Regions from separate parts of the Mus musculus genome. Here region 1 is linked to region 2. The links are chromatin contacts, called in public HiChIP or PLAC-seq maps. All regions are on one chromosome and are shown on one strand. Each heading gives the region's core, a stretch centred on a gene start, on an enhancer-like site or on the middle of the called end of the contact. The rest is flanking DNA. Distances are from core to core; before and after follow the strand shown.

Evidence for each region. HiChIP or PLAC-seq counts read pairs in DNA pulled down with a chosen protein or histone mark.
Region 1: a contact with region 2 is called in an HNF4G HiChIP or PLAC-seq map of pancreatic cancer cells. The contact joins the promoter of Gsx1 here to the enhancer-like site in region 2. A contact is called at or near these places in 2 of 39 promoter capture datasets (both in embryonic stem cells), 15 of 484 Hi-C or Micro-C datasets (embryonic stem cells, germline stem cells and nephron progenitors), 9 of 115 datasets of contacts at active chromatin or transcription factors (embryonic forebrain, embryonic stem cells, neural tube and 1 more) and 1 of 9 other capture datasets (embryonic stem cells).

The regions. Positions count from the first base shown.
Region 1 is chr5:147,186,427-147,192,583 of GRCm38.p6, reverse strand. Gsx1 (GS homeobox 1) reads right to left here and starts at 3,888. Exons shown (of 2, transcript NM_008178.2): 1 at 3,286-3,888; 2 at 1,637-2,806. The coding sequence starts at 3,694. The coding sequence ends at 2,430.
Region 2 is chr5:147,130,751-147,136,261 of GRCm38.p6, reverse strand. No RefSeq gene overlaps it. Among named protein-coding and RNA genes, the nearest start is that of Gm34994, 26 kb to the left of the region's middle. Within about 2 kb of position 3,816, at least 34 of the 459 cell types and tissues checked have an H3K27ac peak or open chromatin away from gene starts, as enhancers often do. A contact at or near this core is called in pancreatic cancer cells, where this site is marked.

The DNA of each region.
Region 1 (6,157 bases), core at 2,639-5,138, 56 kb before region 2:
GCGCGCTGCGCTGCGCTTCAACTTGGCCTAGGGAAAGACCGAGATGGCAGGAGCAGGCTGCGCTCTTTCCCACTATGCGTCAGGGTCATCCACCAGAAAGCCGAAAACCAAGAATGGCAGGAAATGTAAGCCCTGGGAAAGAAACCTCCAGAGAAGAAACTTGGCTCCCGGGAGAAATGAACTGCTGTGGACTCAGCGCACCACAAATCACCACCACTTTCTGCAGGCCACTGGGAAGGAGCAAGACCCAGGGAGGGTGGCGATGGAATAGGGTGTGAAAGAGGAAGGGGTTCAGCCTCTACCTTTCTCTCTTAGTCTTGCCTCCCACCCCCAACTTGGCTCCCAGCACGGTTTGAAACTGTGTTTCTCACGGAGGGGCCTCTCGCGGAGCCTGTCCTTTGCGCAAAAGTCACCCATTCAGGTAATCTTGGTGGTGGCCTGGTTTTAAACCAGCCCTTCGAATCCACTGCAGCCTTCTTCATACTGAGAGTCATTGCTGCAGTCCACCCCTGAATCCTAGCCAAAGACACACTTGTGAGTTTCATGAAGCTGAAGGACTCAACAAATCTAACGAGGTGGTCATGTTAGCCAGGAAGCCGCTGAAGTCGTCCCAGCAACAAATCGGCAGTCGCTATTCTAGGGTCCTGAAAGCCTTGGCTGCCTTTAGTTTGGCACCATGACCTCTCCAGGGAGATCAGAAAACTAGTCCGAGTGAAGCTGAGGCTCGGATGGATGGGAATGGGAGCGGGGCCAAGGGTGCGCAGGGGCAAGTAACCAACCCCCTTCGATCTCCTGCACAAAAACCGGGGAATCAAAAGTGGCTTCTGGGGAGGGGGGGCGCACGCTGTTCTAGAGGAGAACTAGAGAGAGACCTTCGCACTGAGCCTGGTTTCAATGAGAAGACAATACAAGGGACCATCACGAATGCTGAGCAACCCTAGCTACACTTTTCCGCTCAAAAGAATCTTTGCCTAAATACAGCCGGTTCGTTCGTGGTTCCTCAGGGCGTGTTAGAGAACGGGTGGTGGGCTTCTGGAACAAAGAGAAGAGTTCTAGGTATCCAATAAGAAACAGATGGAGAGCACCTGGGTCCGCAGTTCGCCCAGCTTTGAGTCCGCGAACTGTAGTAACACCTGCTATTGGGTGTCTAAGCGCGTACGCGCTCACCGGCTCGGCGGAACTCCACGCATCTCATCTAATACAGATGCATAAAAAGCCCACACAGATCCCCGAGGAAAGCCGGAATCAGCTGGAATCTTGCGCCACCTTTCAGGGACCTTTTGCCTGAAAGCAAAACCGGGGCGCACCCTTCATAAAGGCTAGAGCAGCTCAAACCCTAAGAAGGTTGGATCCCTGGTCTCTACCCTTGGAATTAGCCAGGGAAGCATAGCATCTTTTGTTGGAGATCGGAGGGAGCAGCCAGCCTGCCCGCCCTGCACAGGAATACTGGGAAGGACACGGAGTTGGAGTAGAATCCCGGAGCTTCAAGAGAGCTGCGGGTGTGGGGAGGAGAGTGGCTACCTGTAAGTGGAGGAGCTGAGCTTGGATCTCTGCAGCGCCCAAGCAGAGAGTGCCAGCCCTTGCCTGTGCCTGCCTGGCCTACAGCCTAAGCCTGGGGACCCCAGAGGCAGGGGAATTTCTAAGAAAAAAAAAGTTTATTTAAAATTTTGTACATAAATAAATAAATAAATATCTTCTGGCATTACAGAGACGATACAATGACACAGTCAGTCAGTCCCCAGAGGGAGTCGGGGCCTGGACAATGGGGAGAGGTTGGTTACAGCGGCTTCATTTGAAGGGGGTTTAGAGCGTATTGGAAACAGAGTCATTTTCCCCAATACAATACCATGTGAGACAGTTCTCTCTGCTAGGGGGACTTCTTCGAACAGCAAGACCTGATCCCTGTTTAAGGGACAAACGGACAGAAGGGAGAGACTTCCTGAGGAGGGAAGGAAAAGTTAAGTCCATAGACGTGTTGCATAAAGGACCACAGTGGGGGGAGACGAGTTGGGGGCAAGAAAGAAATGTTAAAAGAAAAGCAAACAGCCACTCGCGGAGTGAAAAGCCCAGATTGACCGAGAAGGAGAGAATAGTGGAACCGAGGAAGCTTGAACCAGCCCAGAGTTGGCAGGCGAAGAGGCGCTGGCGGTCAGCAAGGCGCTGTGCTCCGGCCTGCGTGCCTGGGAGAAGAGGCTGTGTCCTAGGAGGAGGACTCAGCCTTCATCGCTTGGAGTCCTCCTAAACACCCTGAAGCCCAAGGGACAGGGGCACTGTCTTCAAGTGTCTGCTAAGGTCTTAGCTCTGCCTAAAGCTGCGCACCACCGCAAAGCCCAACGAAATCCGTCGGTTGGCCAGCGGGTGCCTGGGGACCAGTGCGGGAAGGGTCGGGGTGGGGGGTGGGGAAACCAATGGTCCTCTAAAAGGCGCACCTACGGAGTGACTGTGAGATCTCTGTCATCCTTCCCGGAGGAAGATGGAGACATGGGCAATTCGTCGTCGTCCTCTGAGCATTTGGCTGAGGAGAGCGAAGAGCACTTGCAGCCTTGCGGTGCGCCCCCGCCGGCCCCCGCCCCAGCTCCGCCGCGGTGGTTACTGCCTTTGCCTTCTTTCTTGTGCTTCACCCGGCGGTTCTGAAACCAGATCTTCACCTGCTTCTCGGACAGGTTCAGATAGGTCGCGATCTCGATGCGCCGCAGGCGGGAGAGGTACATGTTGGAGGCGAACTCTCGCTCCAGCTCCAGGAGCTGTGTGCTGGTGAACGCCGTCCGCATCCTCTTGCTGCTGGGCAGCTGGTTCGAGCTGCTGTCTGGAGGGCGATGGGGGGGGGGGGGAGGGAGGGAAAGAGAGAGAGAGAGAGAGAGAGAGAGAGAGAGAGAGAGAGAGAGAGAGAGATCATCAAACCTCTGAGCCTTGGGCCTAATTTCCCGCTGAACTGAGGCTAGCCTCAACCTTGGAATCAGGCACACATCCCTTCCATCCTTCCATTCATCACTCCACAGGCGGGTGCCTCCTTGCCAAGTCACAGACTCCAATTCTCCTCGGAATCGGTTGTCCCTAACACCCCTTTAAGGAACATCTCAAAGCTGGCCTTAACCCCTTCCCCTTCGCCCCAGGATCTTTCTGGCTTCTCCCCGGTTCCTACGTCCGGTCCCAGTCTAGCACTGTGAGCGCCCCTCGAGTATCCTCACCGTCCCCCATAGCGCGCCGTTTCCCCATCCCTAGCTCACTCACTTCCCCCCACCCCGGGACCACCGCCCCCCAATTTCGCGCGGGGACCCCGCTTACCCACAGAGATGCAGTGAAACTGTCTGGGATCCGGCAGCGGGTAGGAGGTCTGGTAGAGTGCAGCAGCTGCTGCGGCCGCAGCCGGGCCGTGGGCGACTCCAGGGGACACGGAGTGCTGGCGGCCCAGGGGTGCGTGGCAGTACTGCGATCCGAAGGGAGGGAAGGACGCCTTGAGTAGCGGCAGTGCCGGCGGCCCGGGGGGCCCGTGCAGCTGCGAAGCGGTGACACAGAGGGGACACACGCACAGCAAGCCGGCCTTGCGCGCGTGGCAGGCGCCCGGCGAGAGGCCGTGGAGCGCGTGCGGCGGCGGGACCGCGTAGGGGAAGAGCGGTGGCGGGCTGCCCTCCGGAGCCTTCTTGTCGCTGGCTTCCCGCAGCACAAGGGAATCCACCAGGAAGGAGCGCGGCATGGCTCCGGCGCGCGGTCCACCTGCCGCCAGCCCGCCCCTGGAGCCCGAGGGAACTGCAGATCCTGTCGTAGCTTCCCCTGGCCGCGGCCACCCGCAGCTTCCCGGGCCCCGGAGGCTCCACGCGCGGCTCAAGCCCGGGCTGGAATCACCTTGGCTGCTGCTGCGGGCACCTCCCGGAGCGGGCGAGGTGCTGGCCAGCGCTAGTGGTGCTGAAAGACGCCGGCGGCGCCGCTTAAATAGGACTATTGCCATGTGATGGGCTACGCCAGGAGCGGCCGGGGCCTCTCAATAGGGTTTTTGTGCCCTTTCTCTTGGCATTCACTCTGCACGCTTCCTCATTATTTCACTTGTTAACTAAATGAACTGCATAATGTACTCTATTCTTGTCAACCCCACCCACGCCGTAACAGGCGCACTCGCCCCCCTCCTCTTCCCTTTTCGGGTTTATTTTCTCATTCTCCCGCGATTTAATATTCTTTTCTTTCTCTTTATTTCTTACTTTCCTTTGGCTTTGCGCTGGCGATCGGTCCATTTATCTTATTGATTTCCGCACCCGTGCTGCCTCGCTTGCACAGATCCCCGTGGGCGCACACCCATCTCCTCTGCCCACTTGATCCTGGTCCCTTTCTTTCTGTTACTTCTTCCTTGCTCGTTCCCCCCACCCCAGTTCCACCAAGTGTATCGCTTTCGCTTAGTTCTCGAAGCTCAGCTCTGCATCCTATGAAGCATCCTAATGGGCGGCCACCATTCCCACCTGTGGAGTCTCTTCTCTCGCACTATTTGGAGACAGAAAAACAAGGTTTCTGAGTGCGCCTCAGAGGATGAGAGAAAGGCTCCCTAGTCCTCATTGGAGACTAACCTCATCTCTGTCCGTGTTTTCTCAGAAAATCAAAGGCTCCCAATTTTGGTGTTGCCTGTGACTCCTCATCTTTGTTCGGTGGACCCTTGGCCAACCAGCTCTTCCCTTCAACAACAGGGCCGTGTATGTAAAGAAATAGCAACAAAACAAGTACGCGGGTGGGTAGTCTTTGAAAATACGGACAGATACATAGCAAGGGGAGTGAGAGCCGAATTCGTGGGTATGAAGCTTTCCCACCCCACCAAACGTGGTGAGTGTGGATGGTGTAGACTCTCACAGACGTTGCGCGCGCACTCTCCACTCGCACACACTCCACTAGACACGCCGGTGCACTCGAAAGCGTTGCTTCCCACGGCTGGAGAGAAAGGAAGAGCACTCTTCTGTCTTTCCCAGTTTCTGTTGCCCTTTGCTTCCTCCTACCGTCGCCGCACTCTTTTTTTTCTTTCTTTCTGGTAACACAATGGTTAAACAACTTCAAATGCCACGCTCTGTGTACACAGCTTCAGTTTTTTAAAAAAATCATCCCGGGATTCAGAGCTGTCTCTGTCCCTGTGCGTTTAACATACAATGAGAAATTAGCATAAAAGATTTCGAATTTACTACTTTCGATTTTACAAATCGCCACAGTCACCTGCTCTGAACCGTGAACGGAATCGTGAGACCAAGAAAGGGGAGCTTTACGGAGGGGGTGGATGAATCAGTGCAAGGCCGCCCAAACCCGAGGCCTCTGTATGGGTTTGCAGTGTTCATGACATCCGAGCCGCCACAAACAACTGGTTAAAAAAATCAAAGATGATTTGTTATGGGAGAGGGTGTGTGTGAGAGCAACTGCCTCGACAATGGGAGGGTCGCCATAGGGGGAGCTAACCTGCGTGGAGGGCGTGCCATCTCGCCATCTAGCAAGAGTGAGGGCTCAGTGGTCCCCTGGTGCTTGGCATGCGGTGCCCCCAAGCTATGGTCTCGGCCCCAAAGCTCCCGCAAACCAGCCGGTACGCATCAATGCAGCCTAATTCCCGTTCTAATTGCTCTCTGGGAAATTTGGGCTGGGCTGGGTGGCGGGAGAGCTGAGACTAGAGAGGGGCTCCCCGCTGGGCTGAGGCGGGTTAGGGCGGAACGGGTGTGGACGCTGCCCGAGGGTAGAAGGGGGAGGCTGCTGCGCTCCAAAGCTGGCAAGTCAGCCGAGGTGCCAATGCAAGGGCTCTCCTGGGAGCTGCCGAACGCCCCAAGCGAGGAAAGGGTTAAGAGCCCTTGAATACAAGCAAGGCCAAAGCTACTGGGAAAGAATATGGGGGGGGGGGGGGGAGAATAACCAGTTTCCCCCTCTCCCTCCAGCCCCTAGACCTTATTGAATGTCATTGAAGAAAGTTTTGAATGCCAGATAAAGAGAGGCGAATTAAAGTGTGTGACAGCGGAGGATAAGCAAACACAAAGAGAACTCTGTCACACTTTGGGACAAAATCCGTGGGCTTTTTACCAAGTCTCTTCGCTATGATTGAATTAAGTAATAGGAAAACATTTTCTTTCAGTTTAGAACCATTAGACAAAACCTTCAAAGCGAATAACACTTTTTAATGTGCGGCCCCACAGTGGACCGGGGTTTGTGC
Region 2 (5,511 bases), core at 2,567-5,066:
CTTGCATTTTGACCCACATAAAGGGGAGGCAGTCCAGGTCACAAGGCTTTAGCCAAACTTAAGTGGTCGGTACACAAACGCGACAGAAAGTCAGAAGCCCGGAGGCTCGCGAGACCTATTGACAAGCAGTTAAATGTATTTGAAGTGGCTGCATGAATGGACTTTGGTAAGGTAGCACCATTGTCTCCCATTGTCGCTTTCTCTCCATATGAAAACTTTCTCCCAAAGAACAAGAATCAATGAACGTGAAGTGTAGTGTCAGTTTTACTGGGCTCTGGCCGCCTTTCAGGAACGTGACTTTTTGTGGCGAGTTCATGCTACTTAAAAGTATTCTTAGCTCCGAGTTTAACTCTTGCGAAGGGTGGCTTCCCAGCCCCACTACCCACCCAGGTCTTTCCAAACTCTTTCATGCCATGAATAGCTCCCGAAGTTGAAAGAGTTGAAGATTAATTTTAGCTTTTTTTTTTTTTCTTCTGCTTTTGGATGCTTGGATTTTTCACGCAGGATGCCTGACTGCTCACTGCTAGCTCATGGAGGAGGAGTTGGGGAGGGGCAGAGGGTAATGGTTGCCTAACCACAATTCCTTTACCCTTCACACCAAGGGCACAGGCAGGCAGCTCCATTCCAAGACACGGCCAAGCTGCCTTGCAATCTGGGAGACTCAAAATCGGAATGTCTTTAACAAGTGTGTGGGGACCCAGAAAGGGTGAGTGGGAAGGAGGTCCTCTCAACCCAGACCAACTGTGAACTGATGGCCCCTTAATTCCAAGAAAAGGCTTGTCTCTGAAACCCATCTATACATGCGTGCGTGCATGTGTGCGTGTGTGCGTGTGTGTGTGTGTGTGTGTGTGTGTGTGTACACATATGAGTGGATGTGTGCATGTGTGTATATGAGTGTGTGTGCATATGTGTTTTATCAGTAAACATTCTTTTTAACCAAGCCATGTGGACAATACTAGTCCCCTGGGGGGCTCTGCCATTGTTTGAAAACACCCAGGGCTGTGGATAAGCTGTGTGGACACAGACATGGGATGTGAAATCTACAAAGGCCTGCTCCAAAGAGCCATGTGCTGGCTTCACAGGGGTTGATCGTTCTAAGATTTGCTAAAATGCTTTGGAGTTTCTCTCAGTAAATCTCTCTAGATAGATTTTATATATATACACATATATTGTATTTCCCCCTTTTGTCTGGTGTGTGTATGTGTGTTTGAAATTTCTCCCTCATTCATTGACCAGTAACTTTTTGTCACCAAGCCCTGACTTTTCTCCTTACATCTGCATTTAAGCTGTCATTGACTGCTGCTGTCCCCTCCTCTCAGGACCTGACAGCCAAAACCTCGTGCCCTTTCATCTCTTTGTGTCTGCATTATGACATAACCTGCCCAAAGTGGCCCAGCTCCCCAATTCTTGTATGTAAAATTTGCAACATTTTTTGAGACGGGTCAGTGCCCATTTTGGGGACCCTTTCTTTATCTGAGTACCGTGTTAAAACTTTTTGCAGATGTGGCCTATTCAGGAGCAGCCCGAGGCTGCATGCAGAGATGGGGAAGAGAAGAAAAGGCCTTCCTATTTTGTGATTGCCATAGTAACTCAAACATTGCCAGTGTGTTTGCAGTGCCTGGTCAGCAGCTCCTGGGAGTTTGATTTCCTGTGCAATCAAGCCCTCTACTGGGGACCACGACTCCTGTGACTCTGGCTGCACAGCGGACAGCTTGCTTGTTAGGTCTAAAATTAAGCATTTCAGTTTAAAATAATACCCATTTGTATCCATTTTGTTCAACGTAACAACAGCTGCCGTCCCTGGAATGACAGAGTTTCCTTTTAATCTGAAGCCTCATATGACATTTATGAATGAGGCTGGCTCCATTCATTTGCAGTTTGAATTCACACTGCTTATTTATTTATTTTTTTTGGGGGGTGTCTTTTTTTTTCTTCCCCAGCATATGGGTGAAATTCAACATTATTCAAGTAATTATATACACAGCTCAGGAGGAGGAAAAAGCCTGCTTTGTTTGTTGTTCTCTTTTAAACTAGTTAGATGGCACTTGGTGCTTCCTTTTTTTTTTTTTTTTTTTTTAATTTTAAAAAAAGGCCGAATCCAGAGGATGAATTGGTCGAGGCTTTCAAAGTTCAGTGAGATAATGAAAGAAGATGTAATACGGCCACTGAGTTTATTTACTATTTGTGGATAAACAACTAAAAACATCAGCCCTCCTTGCTCACTGGGAGGGAGAGAGAGGCAGAAAAGCCACTGATGGGGGATCCTGCTAAAATCGTTGAAAAACTATGATGCCTCGCTCTTGTTTTCTGCCTGCCAGGTCGTTCCCCTCCCCCGCCCCCTCACGCCGCCGCTGAAATGAACAAAACTGCAGGGTACCACCCAGGTGAAGGCGCGGGGTGAAAACACGGGGCACAAAAGACCAAATGGCAACCCTTTCAGAATGCTCTGCGGTTTCACAGTATTGCCAGGATGGGGGAAAATTAATTGGCATTTAGTTACACGTTGCCCCATAAGCGAAGCAGAGTTGAAGGTGCCTGGATAACAGCCGTTCTCTGTTCCCTGGCCCCGGGCAGAGCGTATTCCTGTCGCTTTAGCTCCACAGCATAGAGTCCAGTAGAAGCTCTCAGTCGCGAACTTCATTTCTCAAATTACATCACTAGAAGCCTTCTGCCTCAGCTTGAGAACTGAAGGAGCAACAAGAAGACAACCAACTGGTGCAGGATTCCCAATTCGTAAATACACATGAGCCGGCAAGCATTAAGTTAGGGTCTTAAGGCCGCAACACATGCCCTTAATCAGAAGACTAAAGAGCCTGAAAAAGTGGCTTTGATACTCTGTAAGTTTGTGGTCCTCTTAACCAGTTAAAAATACAGGGGCTGGAGAGATGGCTCAGACGGTCAGAGCACTGGCTGCTCTTGAAGAGGACCTTGGTTCGATTCCCGGCACCCACATGGCGGCTCACAACGGCCTGTAACTCCAATTGCAGGGAGTCCAGCGTCCTCTTCTGGCCTCTGCAGGCACTGCATTCATATGGCACACACCTACATCTAGGCAAATGCCCATATCATATTTGTATATCATAATGTAAAAATAAATTTAAAACAATTTTTTTTTGAGGCAAAGCCTAGGTGTCATGGAACTCAGTCTTTAGACCAGGCTGGCCTTGAACTCACAGAGATCCACCTGCCTTTACTTCCCAAATGCTGGGAGTTAAAGGCGTGCTCTACCATGCCTGGCTAAAAAAAAAAAAAAAAAAATTAAGGTTGCATAGAATTCTTCTTACATTAATTCACCTTTCTTTTTTCTTTTGAGCAGAGTCTCGCAGTGGGGCAGGCTTGGCCTAGAATTGACAATCCTCCTGCCTCCTCCCCTGGAATGCTGGGATTGTCTGCTTATTCATCTCATCACTTATTCAGGGACAGTATAGACTGAGCATGGCACAGCACTAAACACTGAGGTTAAACTGTCCTGGGTCTGGTTCCACTCCTAATATTGAAACCACCACCACCACCACCACCACCATCACCACCAGCAGCAGCCCTATTCTGGGACTGGCTGGACAAACCCTGCCCCACACTGATGGCACAACACAAAGACCCTGGCCCAGAAGAGTGGCACCTGCTAAAGAGAGCACTAGGCTCTCTCTCTCTCTCTCTCTCTCTCTCTCTCTCTCTCTCTCTGTGTGTGTGTGTGTGTGTGTGTGTGTGTGTGTGTGTGTGTGTAAGAGAGAGGCACTCAGTCAAACCCAGAGGGGAACAGTTTGGAATTTAGAAGGCTGGGGAGCCAGAAAGGGCAGGACTGAGAGACAAAAGTGTTCAGAATGTGCACAGCCGGGTGGTGGTGGTGGGGGGAAGGTGCCCTTTGTGGCAATAAGGTGTTACTCAGCGATCCCAGCATTTTTCTCTGTACGAATTCATGTGGCAGAGATTGACAGCTTTCTTATTATAAGTCTCTTTGTTAATAGACTGAAAACCCCAATCTCTGGCCCCAAAATGACTTCTAAGCTTCTCACCCTATGTCTCATAAGGCCAAAAAAATCACATCCCCAAACTAAGTAGCAGCTCACCCTGGCTTTTCTGCCTGGCTCTGCTGTGAGTCACTCAAATGGTCACAAGGGACCAAGGGCCTCCTCACCAGAGCCCTTCCTTGTTAACCATTTTGTGAGCATGCTTCATGTGTTCTATGAGTCACACAGTCTGTGATGTGTGTGTGTCCTCTGTGGACTGAGGACCACATTTCAGAGGCTCGGGGGAAACCTCAGGAATGGTGATGGAACCTAGCCGTGCCCAGACCAGTGGCCAGGTTGGGGGACACGGCTTGTAATGTGTCCTGCTTGTAACGGAGACCTGTGCACCCTAGATGGTATGCCCTCCCATCTCCATGATCCCACCCACCCACACACACACACACACACACACACACACGTTTACATATATATTAGTATTATTCTGAATCTGCTCTGCTCGCCAAGACTATGGAAGAAGGTATCAAAAGCTTTTATTTCAACTTGAGTATGAGAGAGGTAATGGTAGGCACAGTTATTGAAGCCTAATTCTCTGATTTATAAATTTTCTTCAGCTAACAGCAAAAGTTTGGTTGAGTGAATTCCATCCATGTGTCCCACTGTGTAACTCAGGAGGAGCCAAGGCTATGGGAAGGAGGGTTGGGCAGCAATCTAGGTAAGTGTGGACTTGGGCCTCGCAGGACAAGAGCTCTGTCCCCAGCACCGTTCTCCCTCCACACTCACCCCTGCCTAACTGTTCCATCTCCTAACATTCAGGGAGGAAAACATGATGAGATGCCAGGGTTTTGCTTGTGTGCTTATAAAACACAGACTGCACAGCACTGCCAGCCTTATGGGAACAAGCATCCTGCCTCTCTCTCTCTTTTTTCCTTTTTAGATTTATTTTGATTACTTTATATGTGTGTGTTGTGGCTGCATGTATGTTTGTGGAACACGTGCATGCCTGGTGCCCGAGAAGATGGCAAACCTCCATATCCGTGCTGGGAATCAGGTCTTTCACAACAAGTGCCCTTAACCACTGAGCCCAGGAATGAGCATTCTTTATAAGACCAGAACACACATTTTTAAAAATTTGTCTGAGATAGGGTCTCACTGTGTGGTCCCAGCTGACCTGGAACTCGCTATGTGATCAAGGCTGGTCTTAAACTCAGAGAAAGATCTCCCTGCTTTGCCTCCCAAGTGCTCAGACCAAAGCACTTAAGATGCTTGTGGCCACTGCATCTTAAGAACACACATTTGACACTTACTCTGCAGCTCAGATGGCCTGGGACTCACACTGTAGTCCAGGTTGGTCTTGGACTCAGAATAATACTCGTTTGCCTCAACCACACAGGGGCTGGGATTACTCCTGACTTCAGACTATAAATTACAATATTCTTCTGCTGGGGGTGGTGGCAGTAACCAGAATCTTTTTTTGTTTCCAGAGGGAAAGAACCCCCCCCCCCCAATGTGTTTTCTAAACACACATTGGAGGCATATGAGCAGA